Linked DNA regions of Mus musculus: region 1 is linked to region 2. Evidence: chromatin contacts called from public Hi-C data. All regions are on one chromosome and are shown on one strand. Each heading gives the region's core, a stretch centred on a gene start, on an enhancer-like site or on the middle of the called end of the contact. The rest is flanking DNA. Distances are from core to core; before and after follow the strand shown.

Region 1 (4,314 bases), core at 912-3,411, 93 kb after region 2:
TCTCTAGCTATATTTGTGTGAATTCGTTTCTGGACTCTTTAGTCTGTTCCACTGATCCACTTGTCTGTTGTTTTGCCCGTACCAAACTGCTTTGCTTAATGTAGCGTCATAATGACATTATAGTAAGAGTTAAAGTGTAGTAGTGTCAGTGTGCTGAGGTTGCTGTGTTCCTTCAGTATTGTGCTAGCTACCCTCCCTGTGTCTTTACCTCTCCTGATAAACTGCAGAATCAATTCATCAACATCCACAGAGTAGGGCCGAGCAGTAGCTCGGTGATAGAGCCTGTGTGTGTGTGTGTGTGTGTGTGCGTGCGTGCATGCGCGCATGCATTCGTGCACACCAGTGGGGGAGCGCATTGTGTGTGGGGGGTGCTCCGTGGTATTTTGACTAGAAGGACATTGAATCTAAAGTCAGATTGGGAAGAACTGCCATCTTTTTGTTTTGTTTTGTTTTTGTTTTTTGAGACAGGGTTTCTCTGTATGGCCCTGGCTGTCCTGGAACTCACTCTGTAGACCAGGCTGGCCTCAAACTCAGAAATCCGCCTGCCTCTGCCTCCCAAGTGCTGGGATTAAAGGCGTGCGCCACCACACCCAACTAAGAACTGCCATCTTGATAGCAGTCTTATCCATGAACATGGGATGTTTCCCCCTTTCCTCTTCGTCAGTTGCTTTTATTTGTTGTTTTCCTCCCGTAGATCGCACGCACGGGAATGCTCCTTCCCTTACGACAGTGTCACTGGCTGATAAACTTTTGTTAAAGTTGAGAAATTATAAATTGAATCTTACTAGTTTGGGGACTTTCTCTAGGCTTATGCCCAACTGCTTCATTTTTAAGGAGTGTCGGGTTTTAAATTTCAGAATTCATTGTTCATTCCTAGTGTCTAGGAACATATAGCTTTTTGTACATTAACCTTGTATCTTACAATTGCTGTGATTTGCTTATGCCAGCAGTTGTGTTTTGTTTCTAGTTTTTACACACACTTCCGTGTCAGCTGTGAATGGCCTCACTTCTTCCCCAGTCTGGGTACATTTTCTTTCCTTTCCTTGTCTTGTTATCCAAGGCTTCAGTACAGTGTTAAGAGGGATGTCTAGAGCCTCAATCCAGGACATTCTTTTTATTCCTTATTTTTCTTAAGAACATTGAGTGGCATCAACTCTTAGACTGATTAGTACACATCCAGAATATTTACATATATAGTATGTGTATTGCTTAATTTTCAAATGTGGAATTAAAGTTGCAGACTTTGCTGTTAACCCTAAGAGCAAAGCCACTGGGTTATAATGTGCTGTCCCTTCTACAGTCACCACTAGTGATGTCACCACGAGTGATGTCTGCTGTGTTCTGATTTCTCACACATGGCTCCTCTGTTCTGATATCAGGGTTTTAAGTGGTCTTGCAGAATGAGTTGAGGGGTATATCTTTTATATTACTGGAAGCATTTATGTAAGACTAGAATGACACTGTCTTTGGACATTTGTTAAAACTTGCCTATAAAACTGTCTTCATTTGATGTTATCTTTGTGATATTTTAAGCTACTGCTTCAATTACGTTAATTGGCATGGAACCATTAAGACCTCTATTTCCTTTGAAGTCATTTCCCGCCTTCAGGAATTTGTTGATTTTGTGTATGTTTTCAAATTCATGGCCATGAATCAGTCACATCTTGCTTTTTCGTCTTGGGTTTTGTTTTGTGGTACTGAGTACTGAACCTAGGGCTTTGCACGTGCTGGACAAGTAGTTTCCCATTGAGCTATAACCCCAGCCCTTTCTTGCCTTCTATTTTGAAACAAGTTCTCTCTAGGTTGCCCAAGCTGGCTCAATTTAGCACCCACCTGACTCAGCCTCCTGAGTAGCTGGGATGACAGGCATTGCCAGGTTTCAATCAGTGTTCTCCTCCTCCTCCTCCTCCTCCTCCTCCTCCTCCTCCTCCTCCTGCTCCTCCTCCTCCTTCGTGTGTGTGTGTGTGTGTGTGTGTGTGTGTGTGTGTGTGTGTGTCCCATATGTGTGTGTACTATGTGGCCAGAAAAGGGCATTGGATCCCCTAGAGTTGGAGTCACAGACGGTTGTGAGCCACCTCTCCAGCTCCGGCTCTTACCGTTGAAACCTCTGCTGGATTTGTAATGACAGTGCTCTCCTTGCTAGCATTGTTCATGTGCGTGCCTTCTCCCTGTCTTCTTGCTCCTTTCCCAGAGGTTTCTCTCACTTCCTGGTCTTTTCAAGAACGAGTTCCTGACTTCTTTGTCTCTGTTGTCTCTGTTTAGACCACATGAGCTTTTGCATTTATCTTTATTATCTCCTTCCTTTCCTGTCTACAGTGAGTCTCCTAGGACTTCAGTTCCAGCTTCCTTCTTCTCCTGGTGGAACAGTCCTGTACAGCGCACCCCTCCCCTCTGGCACCCCCGTCCCTGTCCTCAGAACCCTGGTGCGGCTCTGGCCTCACTGCTCAGCCCCAGATGAATATCACTGTACTCGTTCTGATACTTTGGCTGAGGCAGGAAGTCTTTCATTTTCCAAACATAGGGACATTTCCCCCCTTTTATTGCCTTCTAATTAAATTCCACTATAATTGAAGAGCATTATTTACACGGTCTGACCCTTAGACCTAATATATGGCAGGTTTTTGTAAATGTTGCTGTGTGCTTGAGGGAAAATGTGCACACTTGGTTTTTATTCCATAGAAAGTCTTCTCGTAGTGTCCAAATTGGCAACTTTATTCACTTCTTTTTGCTTAACATATTAGAAATGGAAAGAAGCGTGCTCTCTTCCCCCGTGGTGGTAACCTGCGTTTCCATCCGTGTGGCTGGCTTTCATTGCTGCACCGTTTGGCCTCTAGAAGTATAAAGCTTTTTATCATTAGAAAACGGATCTAGTAAAGTTTTTTTCCCCCTGCAAGCTCTACAGGGTCAGATACTATCGTGGCTGCACCAGCCTGTGGATGGTGTGTGCCTGGGACATCTTTGCTACCCTTTCACTTTATCCGTTTTACATTCTTGGCTTTTAGGTACGATCAGTGGAATTGGCAGGTGGGGATTATTTCATTGTGTTGTTCTTTAGTCAGGTCTCTTTCAATTAGCGTGTGGCCTTTTCAGTGCTGTGGTGACCAATGCATTTGGGCATGTTTCCCTTTTTATTGTTGGTAGTTGTTGTTTAAGGCTGGGCAAGAAGTCAGCAATCCTCTGCCTCAAACTCCCAAATGCTGAGATTACAGGACTGCACCACCACAGCTGGGTCCATGTTTCTGATTTTTTTTTAAGATTTTATTTATTTATTATATATAAGTACACTGTAGCTGTCTTCAGACGCGCCAGAAGAGGGCGTCAGATCTCATTACGGGTGGTTGTGAGCCACCGTGTGGTTGCTGGGATTTGAACTCAGGACCTTCGGAAGAACAGTCAGTGCTCTTACCCGCTGAGCCACCTCACCAGCCCCTGTTTTTTTGTTTTTTGTTTTTTAAAGATTTATTTTTGTATATGAGTACCCTGTCACTCTCTTCTGACACACCAGAAGAAGGCACCAGATCATGTTACAAATTATTGTGAGCTACCTGTATGTGGTTGCTGGGAATTGAACTCAGGATCTCTAGAAGAACAGACTTACATTTTTGCCTTCTGCTTTTTCGGTGCCCCCATTTTTTTCCCTGAGTTTCTGTTAATTGGTTTATTTTTCTGAATTAAGAACAACTATTCGCCCCGCCTCCCGCCTGGAGTCTTGGAAGTTATATACTCAAGTTCTTTTGTTGGTGATTAGCTTCAGATTTTATCAGACATTCTTGACCTAAAAGAGCAGACAGTGAGTGAGCGCTCTGCCTGTGTCTGTAGCTGCATGCAAGCTTCAGGCCACTGCTGGCCACCCGGTCCCTACCGTCCCTGTGTGCCAGCTATTGCGGGGGCTGAAGGGCTCTGACCCTGGCCTTTGCAACTGCCACATGTTCCGAGCGCTGTTGTTTCATGGCAGAGGCGCCGAGCTCTGCCCAGCAAGTGTAGATTCAGCTGCACACCCCCACATCTTACGCAGCTCACACCTTCCTTCCGGGATCGGTTTCCAGCTTCCTGGTACCTTTGCTTGATTGGCAGTTCTTTTTCTCAGTACTCTGACTACATTATTCCCTTAAACCTGGCTTCTGTCTTGGCGATGAGCATGGTCTCGAGGTTGTACTGTGCAGCCTTTCTGGCCTTTGCTCTTATGTGCTTCAACATTTTGGTCCTCTCAAGTCTCTGTACGTTCGCAGCTCTGGTTGGTACACACTCTCTGTGGCCCTCAGCTTTTCTTCCACACCATCTTCCCTCCTGAGGCTCTGACTAGAGGCGTGCCCT
Region 2 (4,932 bases), core at 942-3,441:
GAGGGCTACACTTCTCTGTGGGTGTAATATTTAGACCATCGTTAGGAATTATACTGGTCTAGTGAAGAGGCAGCCATGGGTCCTCTTTTTAGATTCCATGACGTCACTAGCCCCGATAGTCGGTTAGGTTTCTAGTAGCAGGCATGATTTTCCCTCCTGAGCAGGCCGTGAGTCCACTTAGACGGCTGTTGGTTACCACCAAGCTGTGAAGGCCACTGTTGCACCTTTAGGGGTGCTGATCGGTGTTGTGGTTCATAGACATCATGGCCAGGTAGGACTGTTCGTTGCTTCCCTCCCTTGGCAACTTGCATAGCACTTGCTGGTTCTCTGAAAGCTAGTCCTTGGGGAGGAGGCTGGTCATTCTTCCTGTTGATGCAAAGGGTCCCCTTTCCAGGAGCATTAGCCAGGCCATCACTGGGTCTGTTCTCATTATGCAAGGTACCCAGGTCCCTTTCCAGATATGGCTTCATATGACCCAGCCAGCTCAGCGGGGCTCTGCAGGATAGGTTTTGCGCCTGGACATTTTTCTTCTGGTTAAAAGTATTTTGAGAGCTCATTACCGTGTCGACTCCACACGTAGTGAGCCCGTTGTCCTTCAGAGTCTTCTACTTGTTAGAAATATCTACAGCTGTAAAGAAAGGTTCGTGTAGTTTTAAACAATTCTCCGCTGGCGGCTGTCTAGCAATTCTGCAGTGACTAACTCAGAATGAGAAGCATTCTCTCACACGTTCCCCTCACAGAGATGACAGCAGCTTCCCCTGCGTCTGCTCCCTTTGGACACTGCCCACATTGCGTGCTTTATAGAGAGCTTGAGTCATTTGTAGACCTTGCTGGCCAGGTGATGTGTTGGGTGCCGGAGAGCAAAGATGATCACAGCACCTTGGAAACAACACTTGGTAAAAGAGTATGTGAACATGACTACTAGACCAAGTCGGGTTAGTGTACTGGGAGCCCCATGGAGACAGGAGCTTGCTAGGAGGGCTCAGAGGCCAGCATAGAGTGTGGTGCCCAGCATGGATCCAGGGATGGATGTGATTGGGGCAGCAAGGGAATGCAGAAAAGACAAACATGTACATATGAACAGGAAGGCTGGGATTAGGGAGGACTGGGCTTTCTGATAGAGGACCTAGAGCCCCCTGCCTATCCTGTTTAATATGTACAGTGGAATAGGGATGGATGTGGGGTTGCTGCGTGCAGCTGAATGAGGTGGGACTAGTATATACATATACATGTGATATAAACAAGGAGGCATGCTTGTTATATACAACTGAACAAGGAAGCAGGTCTAGCTTATCTCATTAGGAGGAGCAATCTTCAGGGCTTCACTGTCTGGGGGAGAAAGCTATGGTGGATATTTTCTGCGTATACTATCTACATTCACACATGGGCTCCCCCACCCAAGGGAGACTTTGCCATCCCTCTGATCCTCACCCTAGGGAGAAAGTTTTGCCACTCCCTTGGGGCTGAGGCATCCGAGTAGTCGGTGTGGCTGTACCCATGGCAACAGCGCACAGCTCAGGATTTCCTTCACTCTCCCTTGCTCCCCACGGTGGAGAATTCGGACATCACTGTGGGGCTTGAAACTTTTTCCTGCCAGATTTAATTTAGCTGATGGCCTAGGATGAGCTGAAAGGTATCTTCCGTTTAGAAAATTCAGATACGGGACCCTATAATCTTTTATTAACTCTCTACTGGGTGTTGAAATCTGGGTGTCAGGAAGTGATGAGGGAGACCCTCCCTGGCTTTAAGTAACCAACAGCCCTCCTCTCAAGACAGCATGGATGTCTGAGATGATTACATCAAGAGGTTATTGGGCTTACAAGGGGGACATTGGGTGTAGGTTTGTGGAGTTTTACTCTGGGAGGTCACTGTCCCATCTGCAAACCTTATGCAGAAGAAACTATTGTCTGACTGACTGCCTCCTCATTGAAGAGGTGAGTTCAGACTGATTCCTGCTGGCTGAACCTTTAAAAAAAAAAGAGATTTACTTATTGTTTTGTGTGTATGTGTGTGTGCACCCACACTCATTTATGTGCACCACATGTGTACACTGAACCCTTTGGTCAGAACTGGTTTATCTCCGAATCTGAAGGTCTGGTCCAGAAATGGGATTCCTGTCTGTGCTGAGGCTGCTTGGCCACTTCTATCTTAGGGCTGAGTCATTCGGTTAACAAATCAGACCAGTAATCTCCACATGTTGTCATGGAGCCTGTACAACATCAAGTGTCTGCCACAAATCAGACCAAATACTGTCAGCTGGCCCCACTGGGCCGAGAGCTGCCTGGTCATTGAGTCTTTGGTGGACAGACGGCTTCCTTCCCGAATCCATGCATGTGAAGTCTATTCTACTCACATAACAGATGACCCACTTGGGGCTAAGCTGGGGCTAGTTGCTGGCTGCTGCCTGGGATGTATCCAGCTTGCTTTCTGACAGCCTTAGCCCTCACACACTGCCTGGCATGGAGGAGATGCTCAGGTGGTATTTGTGAGATGAGGGACTAAGAAGAAACTAGTTCATCCTGCATACATGAGCAGAGGGGCCAGGCTATGGCCTAGCCTTATCAGGTAGAAAAGATGCCCCCCTTCCATCCACCTGCCTGCTGTTGAGCCCCTGCTGGAATCCTGATCCTGTGCTGTGAGATGGGTCCATAGAGGGGGCTCAGGTGATCACAGAGGGGCCATGAGGCTCTGTTTAGACTGCCCCTTCTTGAGGGTGCTCTGTCTGTGCACACCTCTCCACAGCCATGTTTCCAAGATAGAGACAAGTTCAGAACTCTAGTGAACATAGAAGAGACCTGGATGGAGGGCCCCAGCAGACCAAGGGAGATAGACTAGTTTAGCTAAAGGCCATCTGAGGGGACATCCAGGCACAATCCAGGGGCTTCCTAGTTTGCTCTGTGACCTTCAACAGTGTTTCTGAGGAATATCCATACAGTAGGAATATTAGGAAGGTCAGGTGGTTCTGGGTACCAACACCATGTGGGAGAAAATGAGCTATAACCTTCACAAATCACGAATAAGAAAATGTTCCATAGGCCAGTTTAATGGGAATATTTTCTTGTTTGTGGTTCCCTCTTTCCAAATGCCTCTAGGTTCCATCAGGTTGACATAAAACTAGCTTGCACCAGCAAATGAGCAAGGGTATAAGTGTTAACTACACAGCTTATACCTCCTTGATATGCAACAGCCCAAGAAGAAGCCCAGGGCCATCTTGGCTCAAGGTTGGTCCCCAGGTTTCAGAAGCACCTGGTGAGAAGGACAGAAGGGAAGGCTACAGTGTGGGGCATCAGGAGGGAACAGGGTCTAATCACTGGCCCTGAAGCTCCCTGCATGGCTGGAAGGCCCCCAGGTGGAAGGAGTTTGGGAGATGCCGCTAAGGGCATGGGGTATGCAGAACTGTTTCCTTGGCCCAGGGCCTCCCTAGGCTTAGGCCCTTTTTGAGTTTCAGAAGATTTGGGGGAAATATTCCAGGCTGGATCCTTCGAGAGGAACAGAGAGGTGGGAAGACGAGGTTGCAGAGGAGACAGGCTGGACCCTGAGGGGACCTGCACTATGTCCTGTGCCTAGGATCTTTGTCAGGCAGAGGGCTTGGGGATGTAAGTCAGCGTGGCTGTCATTGATGCAGAAATACAGCTTTCATCTCATATAGGAGAATAGGTTATTTAAAAATGAGTGACCATGTCCCTAAAACACAGATCCAAGTCTCCCTAAATTCTGTGTTCCAACATGGTAACTGAGTGATCGGATTTTATGGTAAGGGAACGAAGAAAGTCATGATTTAAGGCACTTTTAAAATACATTGGTGGTGGCGCTATTAGGCAGGTTAAGGCCAAGTGGGGGGAAAACTCCGTCATAGGCTTCCAATGTGGCTCCCTCAGCCTCTTGGTTGGTAGAAGCTAGTGGTCTTTATTCATTCCAAAAGGCTTTATGTGTTAGTCACAAGGACATTAGGTCAGACACAGAGATGGGCAAGGAGTGTCTATTAAAGGGTCTGGAGGTAGCTCAGGGCAGAACTGCAGCATCCCAATGTCTCCCGGCCATTGCAGTTATAATCAGTCTTGCAAAAGGTCCAGTGTCCAGTTGCACTGCTTTTGCTCAGACTGACCTGTCTCCGTATGAGCAAGTGCCCAGTTTATGGACTCAGTGTTAGCCTGTCTATGTGTCTGAGGCTTCAGACATGGCTTCAAACACTGAGTCCATGTAAGAAGCATTTGGAGTCTTGTGGGGGAAGAGCAGGCAAGCTGTAGAGATGGAGCAGAGCTGCTGTCAAGAGCGGTGTGTGAAGAGTGGCTGCTCTGTGAGTGCCCTGGATGGTGCCGGGGTAGAATGGACACCAGCAACCTGAAAGCCAGCTTTCTAGAAGGTCAGAGCTTAGCTTTCACATTCCCTGGCTGTGTAACCCCAAGCTGTCTTCTGTGAAATACTTAACCGAGAAGTAGCTGTTGGGGGTGTTGGAAGGAATAACTGTTAACCCCCTCCTCTCCCTAAGTTGTTCTGCCAGGCTCCTGTCCTGAGCGTGTCACCAGAATGAAGGGCCCTCATCGTACACGACCTCTCACCAGCAGAGGCTCAGTTGATCACACCCAGGCTCTTGACACACTAATTTGGTTTGTGTTCAGGACACATCGTTTCCCTCTCCGTGGTAGCATCTCTTTCCCCCACTGCCTACTCTTCAGCCTCTTTTTCACAGGGTCACAGGCTGCACGGCTGCCGTCCTTGTCTACAAGGCCCCTCCTAAGGATCTTTGTCATACACTCATCTTTACATATAATTTGCTTAATCGCCAATTTGTTTTTTCCTCCTTTGGCCTCACCTCTGAACTACAGACTTCTCTAGCAAATATCTCTAGCCTAACTCATTCCTAATCAAGCTGCCAGGCGCCCTAGCCCTGTCTCTCTGTTCCTGCTATTCCCTCATGGCCTTGTCTTTGCT

What was found. Hi-C and Micro-C count contacts between places; a contact is called where the count stands out from the background.
Region 1: a contact with region 2 is called in a Hi-C map of the N1E-115 cell line, with 2.5 times the contacts expected there. The contact joins two enhancer-like sites. A contact is called at or near these places in 3 of 484 Hi-C or Micro-C datasets (the G1E-ER4 cell line, the HPC-7 cell line and the N1E-115 cell line), 1 of 115 datasets of contacts at active chromatin or transcription factors (vascular smooth muscle cells) and 2 of 9 other capture datasets (adipose tissue and pancreatic islet).

Annotation. Positions count from the first base shown.
Region 1 is chr4:107,584,215-107,588,528 of GRCm38.p6, forward strand. The region is part of intron 4 of Glis1 (GLIS family zinc finger 1); the gene reads left to right. Among named protein-coding and RNA genes, the nearest start is that of 4930552P06Rik, 11 kb to the right of the region's middle. Within about 2 kb of position 2,162, at least 1 of the 459 cell types and tissues checked has an H3K27ac peak or open chromatin away from gene starts, as enhancers often do. A contact at or near this core is called in the N1E-115 cell line, where this site is marked.
Region 2 is chr4:107,490,975-107,495,906 of GRCm38.p6, forward strand. The region is part of intron 2 of Glis1 (GLIS family zinc finger 1); the gene reads left to right. Among named protein-coding and RNA genes, the nearest start is that of Gm46866, 58 kb to the left of the region's middle. Within about 2 kb of position 2,192, at least 9 of the 459 cell types and tissues checked have an H3K27ac peak or open chromatin away from gene starts, as enhancers often do. A contact at or near this core is called in the N1E-115 cell line, where this site is marked.